Linked DNA regions of Mus musculus: all the other regions are linked to region 4. A link is a contact called in public HiChIP or PLAC-seq and promoter capture Hi-C data. All regions are on one chromosome and are shown on one strand. Each heading gives the region's core, a stretch centred on a gene start, on an enhancer-like site or on the middle of the called end of the contact. The rest is flanking DNA. Distances are from core to core; before and after follow the strand shown. Region 1 has its middle 53 kb from the start of Otor. Region 2 holds the start of Snrpb2 (U2 small nuclear ribonucleoprotein B). Region 3 has its middle 110 kb from the start of Otor. Region 4 holds the start of Pcsk2os1 (proprotein convertase subtilisin/kexin type 2, opposite strand 1).

Region 1 (2,775 bases), core at 232-2,731, 420 kb after region 4:
AGGCCTTCATGGACCAGGTCCCACAAGCCTCATCTTTCACCATGTTGAGGCCAGGAGAATGATGCATGAGCTGCACTGTTTGTCACAGGATTCAGAATAAATTCAGGTGACTTGGCCAGGCACATTTCCAAAAGTATAGGATTCAATAGGATGGGATCCTTATGACAGAGAGTCTGTGGCCTGTCATGACACAATGATACAAATACCTCACACACATTGTAGGAAACAAACAGGAAAACAGAATTAATAAAGATCAATATTTTTAAAATAAGTACCAAGATACACGACATAAAATGTTTCATAAAACATCTTAACATGCAACTTCTATAATCTAATAATATTAGTAGCAAATATCAGGAAATTCAATGATCTCAAACATTCTCACTTAAATGTTAGTTGAGACCTTTCTTGGATTTTTAAGCTGTTTTTTGTTTGTTTGTTTTTTAAATAGACTTTATGTCTAGACAGGCAAGAAAGGCACTTAGGGACCAGTGCTTCTATTCTGATTTCTCTGCAATCTAGTTAACAGAAAGTATGTGTTTTAGACACAACAGGGTGATGGCATTGTGATCACAAATAAAGGACCCTAAACACAACTAGCAGGCTAGTGGTATCTTCAATAACCCACTAAGGGATCTACTAATACTTTGGGAAATTATTAAAATGTAGAGTATATTTATTTATCATTATCTATAATAGTATGACTACAAAATGACCCAAATTTCATAAAAATTATGCACAATGCATCCTATGATGTTGTGTTGCTGATTAATGCACATCACCATCATCTATGGAAAGGAGGCTGTAACACAAGGCTAGCTGAAGAGATAGGGTGTAAGACAGGCAGGCAGATGAGTTTTGCTTCCATTAAACACACATTCTCCATATACAGTGCACATTAGGACTACACAGCAGAAGCAAAGCAATGTGAAAATAATAGGTACTTGGTAGATAGATAGATAGATAGATAGATAGATAGATAGATAGATGGATAGATTCTTCCTTAGTTCTTTTGTGTTTCGATACTGTCTACATTATTCATATACCTGAAGAAAAGCTAACCAAAACCACAGGTGCTCACAGCTATCTCCAGGGCTTGGAGCTGTGATTGGAGTTAGCCAAGGGCATTTGGAGTTGGAGACTTAGAAATTGCATGCCTTGTGTAGTTGAAGGAAGGATTTGCTGGGAAGCTAGACACCGATGCTGGCAAAGCATCCTCTCCTTATTTAGCAAAACTTTACTCTGCTCCTTCCTTGCTTAATGGAAACAAAAACTAGCTAAGGAAACTACAGTGCCAAAAATCCTCACAGAACAGCACCAACAAAAGGACCGAAATAGGCAAACAAATAAAATTTTTAAAAAATATGTATTTGTTGAACTTGATTGCATTTTCTATGAAATTTTCCCAGAGCACACACGGTCCCTGAGAGGCACCCTTCTGGCTGGCTGCATCCTGCATGGCAGATTGCCAGCCTCCTCATTATTTTCTGATATGTTTCTCAGACTAGCAGAACAGTAAATTCAAAGCCAGCAGCTGCTAATGGCCTTCCAGCCTAGCAAATCATCTAAAAGAAACAGGACAGAAGGAAATCTGCCTGGTGTTTTGTATCTCTTCTGCAAGGATGGGGCTGTTGGAACTGCTGTTTCCACAGTACAAGGTTAGGGCAATCCAGGAAGCTGTGGTCTTAGTATTGTCGGGTCCTGCCTGCGGCTGATGCTTTTCTTGCATAGTCTACAGACTGGCTCTCGTTTTTTAATTTCTATTGCAAGGTGAGAGACTCATCTCTACCACTGAGTGAAGTCATGCCCAGCTCTTCTGTTGCCCCCACAGACAGGCACCATAGAGGGGTCATTTTCCATTTTAAATCTGCTTGAGTAAGGAAGCCATTACTACTTCAGGTTTCTTCATATCTAAAAGAAGAACTGGCTGCTCCAAAGTAATTCTTTGTTTGGCATTTTATTTGCATTCTAGAAAAAGGAGGTTGCCTTTCTAGAAAAGGCCACTGCCATGAAGGGGCTACTGTGGTGACTCGTCCTTAGAATGATGGAGATGGTGAGGGGGTGGGGGTTGTGGTAGACTGACGGTTATTACCCAACTGGTCTAACCTCAGAATGCTTTTCATGTTGTTCACATGGTGGCAGGGGCAGAGACCCCTCCATATTACAAATATTTTAGATTTTAAATTGGTGGAAGATCTTTTAATACTTTCTTCACTCTATGTGACCAGGAGCTCTGACTTAGTATTCATAATCAAGTTTGGAAAATAGTTTGCTTAGGAAGAGTTCCAAGTTACAGAACTGTTAGAACCAAGCTGGGAAGTGGGAGCCATCTCTCTGACAGTGAAACAGATTATGGTTCTCAGCTGGGGAATGCCTGCCAATCAACACTTAACCTCTGATGATAGGAACTTCATTTCCTTTTATGATCTGCTGGGCCTTTGAACAGCATTGACTGAGGACATGTTCTTTTCCCCTTTTCACATTATTATCCTTATTACACGAATGCTAGAAAACCAGATGAGTAAAGAGAGAAGTTTTTTTTTCCATGTAACCTCTTAGGCTGTTGACTGTGTCAAGAGCAAGCTATTCACTCCCGGTCTCAGGCTGTCAGAAACTCATTGATGTGAACCGTGAATGTGAACTCTGTACGTTCTGTGAGAATCCTGTGGCCACAGATGTAACTGCTGAGGCTCTGGGGAAGAGTAGAAGGGCCACATAGTCTGAATCTGTGCTGGGAATTACAAACAAGGGTTTACAGTGAAGCAAGCGGTCTTG
Region 2 (2,700 bases), core at 154-2,653, 480 kb after region 4:
ACTCTTAATCACCCCGCCCTACCTCCCACAGCCATCTCTTTTAGTCAAATGGAAAACAGCTCTCAAGATCAAACCTTGGAAGGACAATACCAAGGTTCTACAAATTGGTAGAATCTGTCAATACATAGGCAGATTTAAAAACATATTATTCAAGGTTATATACTTCTTTTATCCCCACTTAAATGATACTGTCCTTTCATCTACATAATGACATAACTTTCGAAAGTATATTTATTAATTCTTTGAGAATGTCATGTGTTTTGATCATATTCACCAGAAAATGGTTTTTCAGTAAAATGATTTGAACATTTTGTGAAAGATCAGTAAACACGCACCTAGTTTTAAAAAGTCATTGTAATAGAACAATACAAATTAAGACAGTTCATAGATGCACTCATGAATGTATTGATTTAAACGATTAGTGTGTGTGTGTGTGTTTGTTTACCTGTGCCATCGTGTATGTTGAGGTCAGAGAACGACCTCTCAGGGGCTTTCACTTCTGTCTCTTTCCCACTATGTGAGTCTCAAGAGTGGTCAAGGTTGACAGTTCAGAGCTCAGATTCTTGTATCAATAAGATACGGATTTAAGTTCTGTTTACGATTTTACAACCTACTTCGATGGGGGGCAAGTTCCTTAATGTCTCAAGTCCCCAGCTACAAATTATGGCTACTAACAGCACCTATAAAATGGAGCCTATAAAATTATGAGACAGATATGTATCAGTCTGCACCAGTTAGCATCTACAGTTACTATTTATTATCGATAGCTATCACTCGTTAAAGGACACAAGTGTCTTAACGTCACACAACAAGCTGCTCTGAACAACTTATAGGAAGGGCCTGTACTATGTAGGCAACGGATAATAGGTAACGTTTCTCACAGGCTTGCCTCTCTACATGGGAACCTGGAGAAGGGCTGGGACTCAAGAGAGGGACAAGAGCACAGGCTCTGGCATTAGCTCCTTTGGGCTGAAATAGTGCAAGGGCACCAGAAACCCAAAGGCTGCCGGGGAGAAGAGGCCGAGAGTGCACAGTGAACTGCACACCCTGCTCCTCCAAGCAAGTCACGGGCCATTCTCTCCCCCTGGGCTAATTCCTATGTGTCCGCTTGAGCCTCTTTACACACCGGCCAATCCACCCAACACCAGGGTCCTCTGACATTAAAAACCCAACCATCCTGCAGAGAACAGGCTGTGACGCCGGGCCTCATTCCGCCAGCCCTGGGGTCGCCGTCCCTTCCTCCTATACGTCCGCGGACCGAGGACCACGCAACCGACGACACCTTCGCCCTCGCCGGCTCAGTTACCGCGGACGGGGCGGATCCCGCCAAACCCTGAGACCAGCCACAGCGAAAAAGAACCCGAGAGACTCACCTGAAGCCGGCGCGGTCCGCTTGAAACTAATACCGGAAGAGCTTCCCCGCGCCGGAAGAGGGCGGCCAAACTCCTCAATCGAACTCAGAGAAGTCGAAGAGTCGAGCACCGATTCAATCGAGCCCTCCTCGCCCCGGCCGGCCAAGGCGGAATCTTTCTGCGCACGCGCATTCCTGTGGGCTAGGAAGTTTGTGGAAAGGGGGAGAACTGGAAGGGATCAAATTAGGACCCGGGGGCCAAGCTGTGGAGGCAGAGGAGGGAAGGGTAGGGGGTCGTTTCCCTTACTGCGACTTTGAAGCTTCCCAACTATAGGATGTGATACAATTTTACAGGAGCCTGTCTCCAGCCACAAGTTAGTCAAGCCTTTCTATGGGTCCTGGTCAACTTGACTTAACACCATTGTCAATCTCTAGTTGTCAATCTCCAGGAGTCTGAAAGAACACACCAGCCAGCACTCTATAGATTACGTCTTAGATGCAGCCCAGTCTTCGACCCCTGAACAAAGAGAATTTTAGTCGTTGATGGTACTCTCACCAGGCTTCAGGAGCGAGCAAACTAAAGAGCCTAAACTCACTTAGACACAGTTAACTCCCGCCCACTCCCCCACCCTCTCCTTTCCTCACAAAATGCTTGGATTTTTCTAGGCTAAAAATTGGGGTAAGGACCAAATTGGTTGATTTTACCAGCCTGAGGTTTCTAATTTTTGAAAGTCACATGAAGTTGCAGGATGGAAATAGTGTTTTGAGAGTAGTAATTTTATATGCTTTTTTCACTGAAGTGATTAGGAGAATGGCTTATACTCGATAAATATGATTCAGACGATTGAATGAAGTTCCGTGAAAATTAGGTCATAATAAAACAAGTGTGATATCCAGTGAAAATCCTGTAAATGTAGGAAATAATGTTAAACAACCACAGAAAAAGTGTTCTTTAATTACATAGATATGGAAACCAGTTTGGCTTTTATAAAAACAATATCGAGTATGTTCTTAGCAAAAGGGCATCAAGTAAATACGAAACACTTTCTAAGCAACAGAAGGTCTGAGCAGTTGATTAACTGTGCTTGGTGGTAATGAGAGCATTGGAATAAGCTATAACCTGCCTGTGTTATATACATTCATCTGGCCGAGAGAGAGTTCGTAGCTATTTTCAAAAAGCAAATTGATAAACATGCAAGGACACTCCACTTGGGAAAAAAATAAAGAGATTTAAAGAAATGCCATACCTATTCTATCAAAGCTTGAGTCTCAGCTACTATACCTTTTGCACAGCAAAGAAGAAATTGTCCGATGACAACTCAGTGTCAGTGGCTTCTATGCTCTTTTCC
Region 3 (2,700 bases), core at 130-2,629, 350 kb after region 4:
CATCTATAATCTGGGTCTTGGTCATCCATTTGTGACCAAATGTATCAGTAATAAAAATATTATTCATTTATTTAGGCAAGGTTTCACTATTCAGCTCATGCGAACACTGAACACAAGTTCCTTCTGTTTTCATTTCTCAAGTTGCAGAACTATAGGCACATAGCACCAGGCACAAAAATGTCTCCTAAAAGATAAACAATTTGCCTAAAAGTCACCATAAAATCCTATAATATTTTTAGCATTCCAAGTCCTAGTGGACAGTAGTACAGACATGGGAACCAGTCATCAACATCACTGGCCACCACTAGGGAACTGATCTTCTCTGTGGTAGGGGGCATGGTGTTCCCAAGTGAAGTTCCTTCTGAGGCATTCATTGATAACTGAGAAATAGCTGGGTTTATTCCTTCCACAGAAGTGAGGTAGGATAGAAAATCAGAAGGGATTGTGGGACATGAAAAGGGAAAGGAGCCCCTCACTGTTATCTGATTGAACACTCTCACCAAATGAATAATAGGAATTCTAATACAATTCATGACATTTTCTGTGAAGGTTGCTAACATAGAAATGATATTCTTTTCATATATATATTTTGTTAAGACAATATATGAACCAGAATCATGGGCTAACTATATATGGCCTCAAGTAGGTCTTTTATTTACCTACACATATCCTGGAATTCTCAGACTATTTATATTGCTTACAATGAAGACATCCCACCTTCCAACATCCCAGAGATATTATGTGCTATATATAATCCTGTCTGGTAACCCCAAGAACCACCTTATGATCCTGTTTAGGTTCTTAGCAACCCATAGGAACACAGTAGCTTTTAAATCATAGAAATGGTATATTTGACTCTTGCAAAGGCAACTAAAGACCATACACACCCTCTGGTGCACCTCACTTTCTTCCTTACTCTTCTTCTTTCTTAACTCTCTTCGAATCCATACTATCTTTATTAAACTCCAACCCTCCTTCATACTTGCTACTCTGAAATTCTTTTCTGAGTGGAAGCCATGAATCTTGGCTTGGCCTGAGGTAAGATTGCTAACAGATTAGATGGCCTCCTCAGGCTACTGTAGAGGACATAGTAAAGCTATGCCCCTGCCTCTATCACTTTACTGCTGACAGAGGAACACCTTCTGTGCAGTCCATTTTGAAGTCCTCAGCTAAATTAAGAGATTTGGTCTTCCCAGGACGAAGCTGCCACACAAAGTCCCCTTCATGTTCGCCATGCTTTGTTATCCAGCGTCATTATCCTTGACATCGGATGGCCCAGGCCAGCCTTCCTTTTTGTCTACTTGCCCCTTTGTGGGTGGCTCACAAATTACACGTCCCTCCTGCGGTTCCTCCCTCCTTCACCTTCAGCCTTTTCTCTCAAACCGTTGCTGAGCTGGTTGCCCCTCTCCCTATCTAGCCTGATCCCAGACTTGCCTTTGTCTCCACTCCTCTCAGAAGGGACAAGTTTCCTCTTCCTCCTCCCCCACACTACATGCATGAAGCTAAAACAAACCTCTGCATAGAAAGCAGGAATTGGCTTTCAGAAGCAGCCAGAGAGACGCTGCTTGATCTTTTATGTTTTGTTTTTTTAAGTGTACCTACTGGCTCCAGTAGACAGAGAAAGAGATTTCATTGGCTGCTCTGATTCCTGCAGGCAAACGATTGATATTTCTCTCCTCTCTGATGTCTGTGACAAGGATGCTTTAAATATGAATTGAGTGTCATAGCACTGGGTCTTTGATATGCTTGCCAAGGGCTGTGCTTTGTGCTTATTTATTTCACACAGAAACCTATTGAAGTAAGATTTATTATTCCTGTTTCATAGCTAAAGAAATAACCTGAGTGGGATTAAGCCACCTGTCTGTGGTGTCTTCTTCCAGGTCTCGTTTTCGCCAGGTCATGGAAGAATGTCCAATGTAAATTCATAACAAATTCATAACACCAAGCTGAAGGCCCCGGCCTTCCTCTCTCCCTGCAGTGACTCTCCAGCCTGACAGCCCAGTTTGGAAATATCCCAGCACAAGCATCCTCATTAATGATTCACATTCAGATGGGTCTCAAACCATAACTTCTCTTGCATATTAAAAGGGAAATTTGAATAGTCAAGTGGAATACAAATGAAGAAGACAGCCTTCTAGTGTTCAGATGGAAGCTTTTATAATACATTTTCTAAGGTTTTAGTTGTGAAATATTTCAAGCAAGCAGACTCTGCTCTGTGAACACACATGCATCATACACACACACACACACACACACACACACACACACACACACACACACACACACACGCATCACTATCATTTACTAGATATAACTATTGTCAGGGAACTAGTACTTTCATGCACCTGGTTGTGTGCTTTCTCACATACATATACATGTAACATGCACAAATAAAGGTACAAGTATCTGTATTGATAACTGTGCACAGTGTATCATATTTATTTACACATGCTTACATATATTTGTGTAGACATAAACAGGATATCATATTTTTCTTAGTAATATATATTTATAGGTACATACTCCTGCATTTTCATATACAACATAAAAAGCTGTCTGTGTTTTAAATTTGTTCTCTTAGATAATATTTATGCTAGTATAACTGTTCTTTATGTTTTTTCTACACATTGCTTTTCAGATTTATTACATATATAGACCTACCTATTCACTCACCTTGGTTTTGCATGACAACAGTAATTG
Region 4 (2,700 bases), core at 166-2,665:
ATGGCTGTAGCATCAGGCAAGATTTAGGTCCAGGTCTTGAAGGATCAACAGCATGTGATCCTTCAAAGAAGGAAAAAAAAAGGCTCATTGGAGGGCTCAATGCTCTCTGGGCATTGCACCACAAAGCTTCTTCAGGCACAAGTACCTTGTCATACATGGGTTAGCCTTTGAATACGTATCAGGGCAAAAGACTAGGATTTGGTTAGGAGGTACTATCTGAGAGGACAAGGAGAGGAAAAAGGAGACACCAAATCGAAAGCCTGTTCTTCATAGCTGAGGATTGCAGCTTGATATTGCAATACAAAATCAGTCAGTGACCTCCTCTCCAAGAAAGAATGGAATGAGGAGAAATAGTTAACCCCAAAGTATATGTGTCTTTCTGTTCAAAGTCGAACCAAATTGCTGATAAACCATAAGATTACCTTTATATTTCCTGGCTTCAATCTCACCATCACAACCGTTAAGCACTCACTGAGTTATTCATTCCCATTAGGAAAAAAAAATATATTGAAAAATTGACAGGGTTAGCCATTATCAGGCTCAGTTACACCTACCTTTCATTAGGTTTTTAGCATCAGATCTCAAGAATGTGTTTTCCAGGGGGAAAGAAAAAGGAGATGGAAAACCATTGCAGCAGATGGGTTTCCTTCCTTGTCAGAAAGGGCTGACACAGAAGGTACCCACAGGTAGGGTTACACAGGTATAGAAGAATTAAAGATCTTGCTGCCTCTTCCCTTCGTAGGGTAGCCCAGCCATAAAGCCCTGTCAACACCTAGCAAGGGTTTTCTAATAACAGAAGCATTCTTGCAGCTGTTGATATTAAATACGAATGCATCTAAGCAGGCTGGAAAGAGAACTCATGGGTTAAGGGTGCATACAGGTGCTCACACGGAGCAGTTCACAACCTTCGGTAATCCCAGTTCCAACCTACACCCCCCCCACCACCCCCCCACACGATGAGATAAATCTTTTTTTTTTCAAAAGGGAAAGTATGCAAGATCTCACAGTCAGATATCAGCTAACTATAATCACTCATTGCCAATGCCGCTAGGACGCTGGATTTTGCCAATGGGGGGAGGAGGGCGGAGCGGGGTTAGGTGGGGTATCAGCTTGTTTCAGGGTTGAATGTCGTTTGAAAGAAGTCTCCGTGGGCCAGGAGGCCAGGAGACTGTTCTATCAACAGGAACCTGGTTTCCCCTGCTCCACCCACACTTCTCTTCTCGGGAGCAACTAGTTCTAGGTGTGTGAGACCCGCCCGCGCGCCACCCGCAGACCTGCGCTTCTTCCAGGACCTCTGTGAAACTCGCTGCCAAACACAGCTGAGGTAGAATACGCGCCCGCCGCGCCGCTGGTGAGTGTAGGCGGGAGAGCCCTGCGCTCCTGAAGGAGTCATCCTAGTAGCTGGGAACTCGGCAAGAGACATAGGAAGTTCTGACAGAGGAGACCAGCCTGTGTTGCCCTTCTAGGGAGGGAACCCAATGCTCTCTCAAGCCTCTTTTCTTGTGGGATCAGGAGGGAGGGGACAGCCCACGGGTACCAAGCTGCATCCTTTGACCTTCCATTCCCCTCAGACTGGCTTCTCCTTGCATCCTCACTCTCCCCTAGCGGTGCCAGGTCCCCTAAGGACACTCCAGATCTGGGATACAGATATTTCGCAGGAAGAGCAGGTCAGGCATGCTCCCCGCCAAATGAATTATTCTCCTCTGTTCCCCGCAGGACGAGTACCCTAACTTATCCAGAGGTTGCCAGAGGCACCCAAAGCTCGAAATCTTATCCAAACAGTTCAACTTGGACAACTTCTTGGAATGGGGATCCCCGTGCTCTCTGGGGAAAACCGCGCTGGCTGCCCACACATCAGGAGAGGACACCTCGACTTTTCCGGGGGGAATCCCCCTCAGAATCCATCTCTCTTGGCAGCGAGGTGTCCTAAAGAAGCAAATTAAGAACTCTCCAAACAGGAGTGCGCTTCTGGAGTGGGAGGTCGTGGGCAGGAGCCAAAGCGCACAAGTTCAGCACTCGTTTTGGACAGAGAACTCCGTCCTTGTTTCCAAGTCAGAAAGCTCTTGTCCACTGGGGAAAAAAGCAGGGACTGAAAGTCGCTGGGAGGGAAGTCCTTAGGCGTGGGTCGGAAAACTGAGGTGAACTGCAACGCTCGATCTTTGAGCCATGTCGGTGGGAAACTATTCTTTCTCCGGGGCGTGGGGGGCTGGGAGACTTCCCTGGCAAAGCAGTCGACGTAAGCCCAGCTGCTCTGGACTCTATCCCTCTGTCCCTAGGCAGCCTGGAGAACTTGGTACCTCGGACAGCAGCCGGGGCGCACAGCATCCTTTGTAAGGTGCGGTCTTATTTTGCCCCCACCAAGTCAAACACCAACAAATTATTTCTCTGACCTTTCTAATACAGATGAAGGACATTTTAATTACATAACCCATGAAAGATCACCGGAGGCAATGTCGTGTTTGAGAACCGATGGCAGAATAGCTGCATAGCATAAAAAGACAGAAAACTTGCAAATCTGCAACGAGATTGCGCAAGGCTGTCCCTCCTCTGGAAACAACATGTGAAATGTATGGAAAAAAAATCTTACCTTTCGGACTCCAAAGCCGTGTTCTGCTGCAACTTGGCGAGCCTCTTCCTCTCCGTCTTTATGCAACTCCACAAGAAAATGATTCGTGAAGACGGGTCTCTCGGCAGACGCAA

What was found. Promoter capture Hi-C pulls out the DNA fragments that hold promoters and counts their contacts. HiChIP or PLAC-seq counts read pairs in DNA pulled down with a chosen protein or histone mark.
Region 1: a contact with region 4 is called in an H3K4me3 HiChIP or PLAC-seq map of forebrain, with 6 times the contacts expected there. The contact joins the enhancer-like site here to the promoter of Pcsk2os1 in region 4. A contact is called at or near these places in 4 of 39 promoter capture datasets (cranial neural crest, embryonic stem cells and hippocampal neurons), 8 of 484 Hi-C or Micro-C datasets (cerebellum, cerebral cortex, cortical neurons and 4 more), 14 of 115 datasets of contacts at active chromatin or transcription factors (VIP interneurons, embryonic basal ganglia, embryonic forebrain and 7 more) and 3 of 9 other capture datasets (embryonic stem cells, liver and pancreatic islet).
Region 2: a contact with region 4 is called in a promoter capture Hi-C map of embryonic stem cells, with 2.6 times the contacts expected there. The contact joins the promoter of Snrpb2 here to the promoter of Pcsk2os1 in region 4. A contact is called at or near these places in 3 of 39 promoter capture datasets (the 3T3-L1 cell line, embryonic stem cells and stem cell-derived epiblast-like cells), 1 of 484 Hi-C or Micro-C datasets (embryonic stem cells) and 1 of 115 datasets of contacts at active chromatin or transcription factors (astrocytes).
Region 3: a contact with region 4 is called in an H3K4me3 HiChIP or PLAC-seq map of embryonic forebrain, with 4 times the contacts expected there. The contact joins the enhancer-like site here to the promoter of Pcsk2os1 in region 4. A contact is called at or near these places in 7 of 39 promoter capture datasets (the 3T3-L1 cell line, cranial neural crest, embryonic stem cells and 4 more), 3 of 484 Hi-C or Micro-C datasets (cerebral cortex and nephron progenitors), 10 of 115 datasets of contacts at active chromatin or transcription factors (astrocytes, craniofacial prominence, embryonic forebrain and 5 more) and 4 of 9 other capture datasets (adipose tissue, embryonic stem cells, liver and 1 more).

The regions. Positions count from the first base shown.
Region 1 is chr2:143,130,152-143,132,926 of GRCm38.p6, reverse strand. It overlaps the pseudogene Gm14083. Among named protein-coding and RNA genes, the nearest start is that of Otor, 53 kb to the right of the region's middle. Within about 2 kb of position 1,481, at least 6 of the 459 cell types and tissues checked have an H3K27ac peak or open chromatin away from gene starts, as enhancers often do. A contact at or near this core is called in cortical neurons and forebrain, where this site is marked.
Region 2 is chr2:143,061,772-143,064,471 of GRCm38.p6, reverse strand. Snrpb2 (U2 small nuclear ribonucleoprotein B) reads right to left here and starts at 1,403. Exons shown (of 7, transcript NM_021335.3): 1 at 1,374-1,403.
Region 3 is chr2:143,191,775-143,194,474 of GRCm38.p6, reverse strand. No RefSeq gene overlaps it. Among named protein-coding and RNA genes, the nearest start is that of Otor, 110 kb to the right of the region's middle. Within about 2 kb of position 1,379, at least 11 of the 459 cell types and tissues checked have an H3K27ac peak or open chromatin away from gene starts, as enhancers often do. A contact at or near this core is called in embryonic forebrain, where this site is marked.
Region 4 is chr2:143,546,552-143,549,251 of GRCm38.p6, reverse strand. It overlaps Pcsk2os1 (proprotein convertase subtilisin/kexin type 2, opposite strand 1), which reads left to right and starts at 1,415. Exons shown (of 3, transcript NR_040354.1): 1 at 1,415-2,700. It overlaps Pcsk2 (proprotein convertase subtilisin/kexin type 2), which reads right to left. Exons shown (of 12, transcript NM_008792.4): 1 at 2,588-2,700.